Linked DNA regions of Mus musculus: region 2 is linked to region 1. The links are chromatin contacts, called in public Micro-C maps. All regions are on one chromosome and are shown on one strand. The core of a region is the stretch at or near the end of the contact, and the rest is flanking DNA. Distances in the headings are between cores, read along the strand shown.

Region 1 (6,914 bases), core at 1,122-3,621:
GATGCCTGGATGCTTTACAGGAGTCACTTGAGGATCGAAACCCCAGTGTGACACTGGCAGTGTAATAGCCATGAAAGTGTTCAAACACAGCAGGATTACAGAGGACTCTTGTTCAGCCGCACACGGGCAGATTCAGTTACAGTTTCTTGTTCAGAGATGCTGCTGGGGGGAGGGAGAGAGCTGGCTGGGGAGGGGGCAGGATGCAGATCCAGAATGCTATTAGCTTACACATCAGACAGGATAGATGTGTGTGTGAGCTCGGAGCCCGGCCAGCAGCCTGCCAGGATGACAGCTCTGTCAACCATGGCTGCCATTATTGCCGGTTCAGTCACTTTAGCTTCACTGTGCATATCTTTTGAAATACAAGATGTGAGGATGTGTCTAAGATGTGTTGTGTGTGTATGTATATCGTCCCCACCTATAAAGAGCCTATTAAAAGTCATATTGAGTTCATAAGCCAAATTAAAAGCAGTCATTGTAGACGAGGAAAGAGAGAAAAATATCTTCCCCCTCCCCCACGCACTAAGTATCTTCAAATATTAGCTAATATTTAATATTAGCTGATCGTCACTATCTGCCATGTTGCTTTGTGGAGGACAGTTTCATAGACTAGTTTTGTGAACTGCCTGTCGTGTAGGCAGCTGGGGGGTGGGTACTGGGGAGAGGACTGAAATGTGAATGAATTTCTAGGTCCACTCCAGACTAATAGACCCTGAGAGATTTCGTCTGAGAATCTACATTCTAAGAAGTGCCTAAAGTGATGATTTTGCACACAAATGCTTGGAAATAACATAATTACTCAGAATCAGAAACTATTTCTCATTAAGAAACTTCATGCTTAAAGGCCAGACAGCTTCATTTATAAAAGACTCATAGCAAATCATTTCCATAGAAAAAGAATCTCCCCAGGATTTGAGAACATAGCATGTTGCAATGTTGTACTTAACACATGAATTCTTATGCTCAGTATGTTATACCTAGGACTTTAGAAAAGGTGTCAATCATCTGAGGCGAGGAACCCTGTTATCTAACGTGTTATGTAAACAGTCGTGGCACTTCTTCTGTACTAACACCGTGATGGACTTGCTAGAAAGCTTAGTATGTGTTAGCATAACAATCCTCATCACCCACGAGGTAGACAGTATTCCTGTCCCCACCTTGTAGATGACGGAACGGAAATGTGTAATTTGACCAGTGCCCCACAGGTAGCAGGTGGCCGACTTAGGACTGTGTACAGAGAGGCTGCCTTCTATGCCCTGTGCTTGTTTCTCCTCATGGGCAGCTAATAGTAGCTACTGGGATGCTGAGATGTCTGTGTGAGCCAGCATGGCTTAGCAGAGGGAACCCTAGACTAAGAGTCAGAAGTCCTGAGTGTACTTCCAGTTCTGCTACAGCCTGCTAAGGGCAGGGCTTGCCTTACTGAGCCGGTTCACGGTTCACCGTATCCACACGGTAGGAGGGTAGGATCCAGCCACACCCGAGTACCGGTCCTTAGAAATGTGTACCTGAGACATCAGAAAGATCTCGGGGAACCTGGCCCGCCTCCGCTTACTGTTTTCAAGTCTCAGTCTTCTTTCCTGTGTACCACTTAATAGTAAAAGAGCTAGTGGAGACATTACAGGACTCTTCTGGGTCCTTCATTCTTGTGTTCCATACCACATTTCACATTTGTTCACCCACATCTCACACTTGTTCTTTTTTCTAGTTGCTGAATTCTCAAACATAGCGTGCTGCACTCTATGACTTCAAGAAGTGTTTATTTCTCAAATGCTATGTCTGCACTCTCTGAAGAAGATTCTTTATCTAAGGCATCTACTGCTTTATCTGGAAGCTTCTTACACATGCCCAGTGTTTTAAATTTTTTATTTTATTTTTTGGTTAGGTACTCACAGATAGAAGCAGCCATTTCAAGCTGAATCTTTTTGGTCAATCCTTTTGTTTAATCACAATAATTCTGCAATTGTGATGATTGGGTCAGAGTTCAGCCAGGCTGGATTCATGTTAACGGGGTTAACAAGTGTGTCAGATTGTCGAGTCATGGCTATTATTGGCTTTGGCTTTGAGGTTTTCGTTCATAATAAACAACGGGCCCCGAGCCAAGAGACCTCGTGGTCTGTGCTCACATCCTCATGATTAAATATTGCAAGTGATTTCCCCTCATATTCTTCCCATCACCCACGAGCTTGCTTTCTGCATCTTAGGTGAATCACAGCAGAAGCACACCCGTAATTAGAGAGACTGTGACCCGTGCGCGGACTTTGCATCGCAGCCGAAAACACTGATGACTTCACTCTGCTTTGAGTGTTAGAAGGAGTTGCAGAGGCATAGATTAGGGCTTAGTCAGAAGAAAATAGAAGTCCCCTTGACACTTTGAGTCTCTGACACAGACAGTGCACTCTAAATACCCTTTAGAAGACTGCGGTGGGTGGGGATGGGTTTGCTCTCACTGGCTGCTCTGGCTGGAAACCCTGAAGGGCACTCACTTTCCTTGGATTCCTGTCATTGTGCTGGAGCGCGCACTTGCCATGACTCACATTGTACAAATAATCTGGAGAATTTCTTTTAAAGTACCAAAGGGAGTGATAGAGTCAGCGAGCCACGAAAGCAGGGAGGAAGGCTACTCTGGGGGAAAGAGAGAAGGGAGCCGGGTCACAGGGCAGGAGACGACTAAGAATTGAGTGTAGTGATGCGTACCATGTAGATGCTTCGGGGAAAGCCTTTGTATACTAACTCCCAAAAAGAACTTCAGCCAACTCAGGAATGCTGAGAGCAGGAGAAATGTCTTCCCCAGAGAAGAGCACACCACTGGCTATCCAGAAATGGCTATCCAATACCTAGTGGTCAGCCCTGAAAACATAGAAGAGTAACCTGAGCAGATGATATATAGAAGCATATACATGTACATATATGCATATAATAAGAACTAATGAAAAAGGAGACCGTAAATGTAAAAGAGAACAAGGAAGAGTATATTGAAGGGCATTATGGGAGGAAATGGGAAGGGTACATGATGTAATTATATTATAATTTCAAAAATAAGTGATAGAAAAGTTTTAGACTAATTTTTTTTGAAAAATTAGCACAAAGCATCACCAAATTACACCTTGTAGATTTGGTAGACATTTGCATAAGCTCCTGTATTAGCTTCATGAAATCATATTTACATGTAAGAAATGCAGGATATACTGGAAACATGACAGAGCAAGACAAAGCCCAAAAAAGCATTCCTTTGAATAGTCTATTTAGAGGTTGACAACAGTCATTATACTAAAACTTAACTGTCCTTAATAATCCAGTGAGCTGTTACCAAATTTAATCAGATGAAAAATTCTTACTCAAAAGAGTTCATTAAACTGGAAGATGTAAGTTCCACATCAGCCTCTGTATGGTTAACACATAAAAATGGCCACTATTAGGCAGTGGCAGAACTGGGTGAAGTTGCTTTGAGTAAAGTACTCACCAAACAGGTTCTCCTTTGAAACTGCGGCATCCCTATGAATCTGCTGGATTACAGAGTCATCTCCCTTTCTTTTAAGCCATTGCCTTTATCTGTTCTCAGTTAGGGCAAGGGAGATGAAGCTGTCTTGAGGCTGTAAGTTCAAGGAACTGCCTACTAATAATTAGAGAATAAGGGACCACAAAGATGGCTCAGAGGTTAAGAGCATTGGTTGCTCTTCCAGAGGACCCAGGATCAATTCCTACAGGTCATATGGTAGCTTACAACTACTTAGAACCCTAGTTCCAGAGCATTCAATGTCCTCTCCTGGCATCTACAGCCACCACGCATGCACATAGTGTACAGATACGCATACAGGGAAAACACACACACACATCTTTTTAAAATAAGCAAGTGTAAGATAAGGAATGATGGTAAATGCTTTCTTGAAGAATGTCTCTCTTGCACTCTGTGTCATGTACGTATGTAGCTCAGAATTGCTGCTGGGTTTTCATTGTCCATGTGGTTTGGCTCGCCACACTGTCTCTCGTGGACATACAGGATGGAGACTGTGCTAAGAGCAGTGTACTGATTCCATTTGTGTAAGCAGCTCAGAAAAGAATCCACACTTAACAGGCCTAAAGGAGGTATTGTTGCTGTTCGTCCCCTCCTGGCTCCAAAGTGGGGTTTCTAGACCAGCTTTAAGTTGTTTTCAAATGCATCAACACTTTGTCTGTCTGCATGTTCACATCACTCTTCTTTGTCATTGTTGATTTATTTTTATAGTGCTTTCGTGTGCTAAGGGAAAATTAGGCCATTCCCTAGAGAAGAACTCTGCTCGTTCTATTCTTAACTGTGTGATTGCACAATCGCCCCTGTTCTTCATTGTCTTGGTCAAGCGGTGACTGGAAAAAAAAAACTGTTTAAAATGCCCCAAGATAGACCTGAATTGAATTGTTAAGATCATTCTCATGTGTGGAGTTACAAAGTTTTTAAAAAGAATAACTGTGGAAACGGATTCAGGCAACAGTTGCTTGGAAGAAAGCTGCGAGGTTGAAAGCCAGGTTGTCTTGCTGTGTTTGTCCTTGCAAAGCACATTCATTAGGAGATAGATATTCCGAGAGCTACCTGGGGAAAAAAGATTTTAAAGGACCTCGTCTTTATATAGCAAAAAAACAAAGAGCTCTTTCTTATTAAAGGTTCTAAACTATTCTTTTAGAGTTTTGGTTTGGGGCAGAATGGGCTGTTTCTGTGAGCTGGGCCTTCCACTTCCCAGCACTCTCTATGGTGCACTCTCCAGAAGAAAGGGCACTCCTTAAAGATGGCCCGAGAGCAAAGCCCGGGCTGCCTTGTCATAGTAGTTTCCTACAGCTTCTCCAGAGGAGAAATACCTCCTCCTAGCTGGAGCTAGTCACGCCTCCAGTTAAGGAGCCGTGGTCTTATGCATCTACCTCATTGCAGAGTCCTGCTGTTTTCTCTGCTTCCCACTCTATGAACAGGGTGGAGGGTTTGGATGTGACCACTGGGTCCACTGTCCAGTGAGGAAACTGGAGGGCTTCAGAGTAAGCACTTAGGATATTTTCTAGCATTTTGATACATTTGATGAATCTAACAAAATATTTAAAAAATATTTTAGTTTATTATTTGATAACATCTTATGCGTATATACTGTATTTTGGTTATCTTCATCCCTGTCACCTCTCTTCTCCCCTAGTTCTCTCTGAACCCTTCTTACCAACAAATTCCCTTCCTACTTCTATGTTTTGTGAGTGTGTGAGTGTGTATGTATGTATGTATGTATGTATGTGCATGCACAGGCATGTTCATTTGTGCAGGTGTGCAGGTATATGTTTGGAGGCTAGAAACTGTCAGGTGTCCTGTTATACCATTCTCTGCCTTGTTACCTTGACACTGAGTCTGGCACTGAACCTAGAACTTGACTAACAGTCAGCAATCCCAGCCACCCTCCTGTATCTGCACCCCATCCCTCTACTTGCCAGGCACTTGAGTTGTAGCATCTGCATACTTGTGTCCAGCTCGTACATGGTGCTGAGGATTTGAACTTAGACCTCATGTTTTTGCAGTAAGCAGTTTTACCCATAGAGCTGTCTTCTCAGCTTCCAGTGCCAAGTTTCATGTTGTTGTACATCCCATCATCCTTTGGTGCTGAGCCGCCTTATGCTTTGCTCTGTTTTGATTATGTTCACTCATCAACTTTATTGAGACAGAGTTTACATACAGTAAAGTGTAAAGTGCAGCCGTCTCAAGTTTTGGCAGAAATACACACGTGTGTAACCCATACTTCAATCTCTGTCCACAAGAGCATTGACTCCTGCTTCTTTACAGCATGACTCTCTGCCTGCTGTTTTTCTGTGCCCTGCCAGGTTAGCCACCAGCCTTCCTTCTTCAAGTACTTTTGGGAGTGGTGGACTATGTCAAAGCAAGCCCTGCAGTGAAGCAGCTCTAGGTGTTCTGTCTGGGGTCCGCCATAGCAGTTTCATTTAATAATATATCTCCAGGGGCTCACTGCTGCATCTCAGTACTTATGTCTCGTTACAGTTGACTTGTGAAATATAGCCAGATAGCCTTAGATCTCTCTCTCTCTCTCTCTCTCTCTCACACACACACACACACACACACACACACACACCCTTAGAAGTTAAATATTTATTTCAAAGGCTCTTTTAAGCTTACACATTTGTTTCTCTGTGGATTTGTTCAGGGACCAGCATCTTTGCTGGAAGGTAAAAGAGCAAACACCAAATTGCTTGCTTGGCTGTGGCACATTTGAAAGCCCATGGCCCTGCTTTCTAGTAACTGGGGTCTATGAAAGTCCGTAGCTGTTTTTTGAAATGTTAGACCTGTGTGTAGATGCCATAAAGTAATTAGTAGTGCCTTGAAGTAATTAGGAGGTGAACCGATTGGATTGGTAAGGGGCAAGCCTTGGCTCCAGAGAGTTGTAGGGGCGGAGGGAGCTTGAGCTAAGGGGAGCTACACTATGACCGTTTGCCATTCTCCTGGGTTTTTTTTTTTTTTTTTGAATGGAGAAATGGGAATGTCATGGAGCCTGCAGAGCACTGGAGATCCTGCCAGAGGCTGGCTTGATGGCTGCTGTGGTGTTTAGCAGTGACACTGTATGGCATGATATGTCCTAAGTGCTTGGCATTTCCATACATTGATCTGGGCAGAAGAATCAATTGGTGCCCATTTGTTTCACTTTTTACTAGTATGAGCCACTGCATGTTTGTTATTATTTGAAACTTGCCAGATAAGAAAACTGTGATTTCAAATTCTCCTATTTGCACCACAGTCACGTGCACTACTGAAGTCTAAAAGCCTGGGTAGGTGCAGGTAAGTGCCATGTAGGGTCTTGTGTGGTGACCATATGGCGTATCCTTCCAAATGGTCACACTTGGGCTCAGTGTGGCAGAGATGCACGAGGGTCCACTGGGGAAAGACAAACATAAAGTGTCTGCCA
Region 2 (6,914 bases), core at 2,956-5,455, 220 kb before region 1:
TTCAAAAAAAAAAAATTGATAATGTCTTAGGGCTTCTACTGCTGTGAACAGTCACCATAATTAAGGTAACTCTTTTATTATTATTATTAGTTTTTCCAGACAGGGTTTCTCTGTATAGCTCTGGCTGTCCTGGAACTCACTTTGTAGACCAGGCTGGCCTTGAACTCAGAAATTCGCCTGCCTCAGCCTCCCAAGTGCTGGGATTAAAGGTATGTGCCACCACTGCCTGACTTAAGGCAACTCTTAGAAAGGACAACGCTTAATTGGGGCTGGCTTACAGGTTCAGAGGTTCAGTTCATTATCATCAAGGTGGGAGCATGGCAGCAACCAGGCAGGTGTGGTACTGGAGGAGTTAAGAATTATACATCTTGTTCAGAAGGCAAACAGGACAAGACTGATTCCCACATTAGGAGGAGGGTCTCATTGCCCACTCCCACAGTGACAACATCCTCCCACAAGGCCACACCCTACTCCAACAATGCCACACCTCCTAATAGTGCCACTCCCTGGGCCAAGCATATTCAAACCACTACAGAGAACTAACTTCAAAGACTATTTACTCTTTTGAGAAGAATCTGGGGCTTGAGTGGCTCAGTGGTTAAGAGTACTAGCTGGAACCGTTCCCAGTATAAACATTGATGCTACAACTATTGGTAACTCCAGTCCCAGGGAGCACTGATTGCATATATGCCCAGGCATAATGCATGTTGAGGTCAGAGGTGGGAGTTGGTTTTTGCCTTTCACCACATGGGCCTGGGAATTGCACTCAAGTAGTTAACTTAGTGACAAACACATTTATCCACTGAGCCATCCTGGAATCCCAAGGAATACTTTACCTTAACCAGTCAGGAATTGCCATCTGTGATGGCTATTCCTGCTTGTCAACTTGACTGCATCTGGAATGAACTCCAATCCAAAAGTGGAGGGCACATCTGTGATCCAGATCTTGAGGAAGGAAGACACAGGCTTCTGACCTAGATCTTGACATGGAGATATTGAGGCATAGTTGTGGGAAGCCGCCCCCACATTCGCCTTTACAAGATGGCGCTGACAGCTGTGTTCTAAGTGGTAAACAAATAATCTGCGCATGTGCCAAAGGTAGTTCTCCACCCCATGTGCTCTGCCTTCCCCGTGACTACAACTCGGCCATGGGCTGCAGCCAATCAGGGAGTGATACGTCCTAGGCGAAGGATAACTCTCCTTAAGAGGGACGGGGTTTCGCTTTCACTTTTGGGCTTGGGGCTTGCTCTCTTGCTCCTAAAGATGTAAACAATAGAGCTCTCGCTCTGGCGCTCTGAAGCTCTGGCACTCTGGCTCTTAAAGATGTAAGCAATGGGGGGCTTTGGGGGCTTGCTCTCTTGCTCCTAAAGATGTAAACAATAGAGCTCTCGCTCTGGCGCTCTGGCGCTCTGGCTCCTAAAGATGTAAGCAATGGGGGGCTTGGGGTTTGCACTCTGGCTCCTGAAGATGTAAGCAATAAAGTTTTGCCGCAGAAGATTCTGGTTTGTTGTGTTCTTCCTGGCCGGTCGTGAGAACGCGTGTAAGACATAGTGGCCATGAAAAGCTTAGGCCCAGGCAAGGTAGTACACGCCTTTTATCCCAGGAGACTGAGGCAAGCAGATCTTGGCCAGCCTGGGACTAAGCAAGTTACAAATCTAGGCGTGGTGGTACACACTTTTAATCTGGGCCACACTTTCTGCTAGAGACCTACATAAGGACATTGGATGAGGGAAGACTCAGTCTTCTTAGGCTGCTTGCACTGACTTGCTAGCACATCTGTTGGAATATACTTCTTGAGGATTCCAGCTGCACCACGATTCAGAAGACCAGTTGAAACAACTAGCCTCGTGTGACTGAGCAACTCCTAGATTCTTGGATGTTCCATTCACAGCTGCCCATCGCTGGATTAGTTAGCGCACAGACTAAGTCATTACAATAAATTCCCTTAATACAGAGAGACATTCCAAAAGTTCTGTGATTTAACCTCTAAGGACTTTCCACCAGTCAATTGTTTTCTTTGCTATGGCTCCTTGCTCCTTTTTGTCCAGTAGAGACTTAAATGGCTTACTGTCTGGCCCTCCCCAATTGATGAATCATTCAGAAAAACTAATATTCTAATGTGCCCTATTTTAGTACGCCATTGCTTTTGCTTCAACAGTCAATATAATCAATATAGTGAAGAAATCCCCAACTGGTATCTTAGATTATTTGCCAAAGAGTCTTGATCATATGGGCACTCTTAAACAGTCTGCAGATTGCACTGGGAATCATTGATTGAGTGGCTTCCTGTTTTGATTAATGAATAAATTCATTTTCTTCAAGAGAAATAAAAATCTTCCATTACACTTTACAGTTATGTTTATGAAGTTGTTTCACGCATACTCAACAGAAATAGTTTAATGTGGAAGCTGCATTGTTGTCATCATTGATTGATAGCAGAGTGTCTTTTTAAAATGATGTTTATGGTGATAAATACCAATTCTAATGGGGTGATGGAATAGCTATTTTTTTTTCATTTTCTCTAGTGCTTTTCAGTTTAAAGTTTAATATATCATGAATCTCAAAATTTCTTCTCCTTGACAATTGAGGAGCTGAAACTATTACTTATGAGCTTAAAGGTTATGGATACATAATATCATTCATAAAGTTCTACTCCAGTATCTAATGGCTGCTTATTTATGCTCAGAAAAGAAATATTAGCACCAATAATAACATATTTGAGAGTAGGCAAAATAAATTAGCCTTACTGGTTGAAGTTCAGGGTAATTTGTCACTAGTAATCTCTTGAGGCAAACCCAAACTTCCTTGCTACAAATTATATACATCTTGTGCATAGGAAAAGTAACTTGCCTTCACAACCATTTCTTCTTATTAATTCATTTAATAACCACTCAAGAGTGCCTGCCCAGCCATTATATTATGAAGACAGACTAGGGTATCACATGGTAGGTGGGCCTTATTTAGTTGGAGGCCTACAAAGTTCTACAGATGCTTTCAAAAGCAGGAGAGATTTAATTTGATAGTTGGAGATGAGCTGGTTGGATCAATGACTTGGTGAAGAGTTAAAGCATTCAGGACTATGTGTTCTGAGGCCGCTCCCTGCACTAAATGGGAATGTTGAAAATGACAAGATTGGAATAGAAAGGTTTTGGAAGTCAGGCTAACCTTTTATTAAATTTGTATTTTTTTGTGGTGGAGATCCAATACAGACCCTTAGCCTTGTCTATGCTAAGCAACCACAGATCTACAGCTTCTTTGTACTAATAAATTTTTCTTTTACTCTAAGGACAATGGAAGCATTAGATAATCATTATCAATGAACCATAGACAGAGACAGGAGTCTAATATTGGGGCTCAGGAGTAATTTTATCAAAGAATTTTCATTCTTGAGTGGACTACAAGGCTCAGTAGGAAATTGTCTTTTCTGCTAAGCTTGTGACTTGAGGTCCACCCCCAGAACCACATAGTAGAAGAATAGGTCTGCAGGTTGCACAGTAAGGCATGTTTATACCACGTCCACAATCATTGAGTGCATGTGAAAATGAAGTATTTTCACTTGGCTTGGTAGCACACATCTTTAAAAGCTTGGGAGGCAGAGGAATCTAGATGGGTCTCTGAGTTCTGGGCCAGGCATGGATTACAAAATGAGAGACTCTGACAAAAGAAAAATTCAACCAAGTATTTGTTTTAGACTTTAAAAGTATATTAAATGATGTGTCATTAAGAATAGGAACAGAGTTGTAAAGAAACTAAAATAAATTGGAAACACAGTAGTTATGTAACATGTAACATTTGGAACCCTTAGTAAACAAGGCTAGCCTAGAGAGTGGAGACTGAGGGCAAGCGCTTTAAACATTCCTAACAACTCTTCAGTTTTCTGGCATCTTTATAACTAGATAGTGGTTTCTTCAAGCATACTGAGAAGATGGGCAGCAGTGGAAGTTTCATCATGTACGTCAAGTACATTACGAATATAGATAAAAGTAGCATGCAAATAACAAGATTCTGTTGATTTCCTTAGAAACGTGCCAGGACTTTGCTTGAGAACGCATCTGAAACCACCGAAAGGTTTTAGGGAACTCCCAAACTAGACCTCCTCGTGGCTTGTCAGCGCATTCCCTCCGCACCGCTAGGGGGCGAGAGTCCGAAAGCCTGCCTACCCACGCAGCCGGGCCGCTCTTGGCGACGCGGTCTCGGTGACGACACTTCCGTCGGGCTTGCCGGGAGTCGCGCGCTGCTGCATCCACGGAGGCGGTGGGCTCGGGCAGTCATGGAGCACTCGGGAACCAGCGAAGGTGGGTGTGGGTTAGGCGGGCCAGCCGGGGTGGAGGGCCGTGCTGGGCACTGGAGCGCCGGGCTGACGGCCGGTCTGTCCTTTGTTTCTTGCTCCAGTGACAGGCGCAGACACGGCGGGACCCGACCCTCAGCTGGCGGTCACCATGGGCTTCACAGGATTCGGTGAGTGACTGCCCGGGGCAGAGCCCAGCCCGACTTCGCCCGGGGCTTGCGAGTAAAGGGTAGGAGAGCTGCCACTTTTGACCGGCGCCTTCCGCCGTGCCAAATCCGAATCGGTCCCATTTAAACTGTTGAGACCAGTTCAGGTGACAGTTGGAAACCTTGACGGAAAGGGATTACTATGGTGACCCAGTCTGAGAAAGACATTTAGTGGCGACCATTAAATAACATTTTGGTGGATATAGCGTTTCTTCCTCTTCAGTCTTAATGTATACCCTGGTCTTGTCACATTATTAGGTGATTTAAAAGAAAAAACAGTCTCAAAAGACATAATCATCTGTTAATAGTATCAGTGCTAGAAAAATCAAATGGAAATTGACCTGTAATTTGTTTTGGGAACAAATGTCTCTCTGATGTACCTAGTTCTCATTCATTCATTGTTTCATTTATTCATCTACTTAGCTTCTTCTAGGTAATTAGTCGATAAAAGGGTAGTTACAGTATTTACTTTTTTTCTTTCTTTTCTCCCTTCTTTTCTTCTTTTTCCTTCCCTCTTCCACCTCCTCTTTTCCTCTTCTTCCTATTCATTCTCCTCTTTTGTTTGTTTGTTTGTTTTTTGTTTTTTTCTAGACAGGTTTTGTGTGTGTGTGTGTGTGTGTGTGTGTGTTTGTGTAACAGTCCTGGCTGTCCTGGATATCACCCTGTAGACCAGGCTGGCATCGAACCCGTAAAGATCTGCTTGCTTCGGTCTCCCGGTTGCCTGGATTAAAGGCTTGAGCTACCACCACCCGGTGGATTTATTTTTTTAAAAGATAAATGTATATATAGTTATATTTCTGAGCGGTTGTTTTGCCTCTATGTCTGTGCACCATTTGCCTGCAGTACCTATGGGGGCCAGAAGAGGTCACTGGGTCCCATGGAACTAGAGTTACAGATGGTTGTGAGCCACCTTGTGGGCCCTGGGAACTAAACATGTCCTTTGCAAGAGCAACAAGTGTTCTTAACTTGTGAATCATCTCTCCAACTCCTGTTTTTGACTTCAGAAAATTAGGAGAATCACGAAGAAAAGGAAGTCAAATCTGTTTTTTTTTTTTTTTAGATCTCCTGGTGCATATTAAAATTTAATATCATATTTATGAGTAAACATTGCTTTTTAAGACAGTATTTTGCGATTTTCATGTATTATATTCTTCCAAAACATGATTTTTTTTTTGAGACAGGGTTTCTCTGTATAGCCCTGGCCGTCTTGGAACTCACTTTGTAGACTAGGCTGGCCTCGAACTCAGAAATCCTCCTGTCTCTGCCTCCCAAGTGCTGGGATTAAAGGCATGCGCCACCATGCCCGGCCTCCAAAACATGATTTAATTTTTGGTAGTAGGAGGACTCAACAGGGCTTCCTGCATGCTAACTACCTGTCCCATTACTAAGCTGCACTGTTAGAACTTGATTTATTTTAGTGTCCAGAGATCTTGTATCACTTAAATTTTATTTTTTGTTTGTTGAGAGAGTTATTAAAAACTTTAATAACTTGATACAAGAATCTAATTGAGTGGCTGAGGCAGGTTTCAAGTTTGAAGCTAGCCTGGACTATGTAGTTAGACTGTCTTTACTTATTTTTTGTTATTTATTTTTATTTCTTAGTTAAAACAGGACCTGACACAGCTCAGGCTTGCCTTAGACTTTGTATGTAAGCTGAGGATGACCGTGTGCTTCTGACCCTTTTTCCTCTTAGCTCCTTGGTTCTGGGATTTTACCGTGTAGTATGCACCTGGTTAGATACTGTCTTTTTGTTGCTATTTAGAAAAAAACTAAAAAATTGGAAAACAAACAAAAACCCATGGATACCTTATTCAAGAGTAGGAGGGATGGATAGTCTGTGATTATGTTAGTAGGTGGAATTTTTTTCTTTTTTTTAGCTCTCATGTATATTTATCATAGCTCATTAATAGACCAATTAAAAGATAACCTTATTTGTTTGTTTGTTTTGTTTTGCTTGAGACAGGGTTTCTCTGTGTAGCCCTGGCTGTCCTGGAAGTGCTCTGTAGACCAGGCTGGCCTGGAACTCAAGTGCTCTGGGATCAAAGTGTGCCACCACACCACCACCTGGCTTTCATACTGTGTGTTTAAGATATTTTGTAATATTTTGTTTCTTCTTTGATAGTTTCATTCATATCTACAGTGTATCTTGATCATCTGGCCACTCCTCTTGGAACTCTTCCCTCTTGCTCTCTTCAGACTCCTCTTATACTCTGCATTCAGGTAGTGCTGCCTGCATTTATGTGGGCTCTCTACCTCTGACCATATCCCTGGAGAGAAATGTTTCCCCTCCTCCAGCTTCCCTAGTTGTGAATAGGTCCTCAATTGGGGGGTGGAGCCTTATGAGCCCCTTCCCTGTCCATGTTGCAGTTATCAACTGCCTCTTTCTCTGTGGGTCTTGTGAAGGTAGTTGTAGCTCATGT

What was found. A called contact is a pair of places that touch in the nucleus more often than the background predicts.
Region 2: a Micro-C map of muscle stem cells shows a contact between it and region 1, with 4 times the contacts expected there. The contact joins the promoter of Wdr70 here to the enhancer-like site in region 1. A contact is called at or near these places in 2 of 39 promoter capture datasets (both in the 3T3-L1 cell line), 2 of 484 Hi-C or Micro-C datasets (liver and muscle stem cells) and 3 of 9 other capture datasets (adipose tissue, liver and pancreatic islet).

The regions. Positions count from the first base shown.
Region 1 is chr15:7,873,463-7,880,376 of GRCm38.p6, reverse strand. All of the region lies in intron 17 of Wdr70 (WD repeat domain 70), which reads left to right. Among named protein-coding and RNA genes, the nearest start is that of Gdnf, 61 kb to the right of the region's middle. Within about 2 kb of position 2,371, at least 70 of the 459 cell types and tissues checked have an H3K27ac peak or open chromatin away from gene starts, as enhancers often do. A contact at or near this core is called in muscle stem cells, where this site is marked.
Region 2 is chr15:8,096,500-8,103,413 of GRCm38.p6, reverse strand. It overlaps Wdr70 (WD repeat domain 70), which reads left to right and starts at 4,205. Exons shown (of 18, transcript NM_001081402.1): 1 at 4,205-4,295; 2 at 4,393-4,458. The coding sequence starts at 4,271.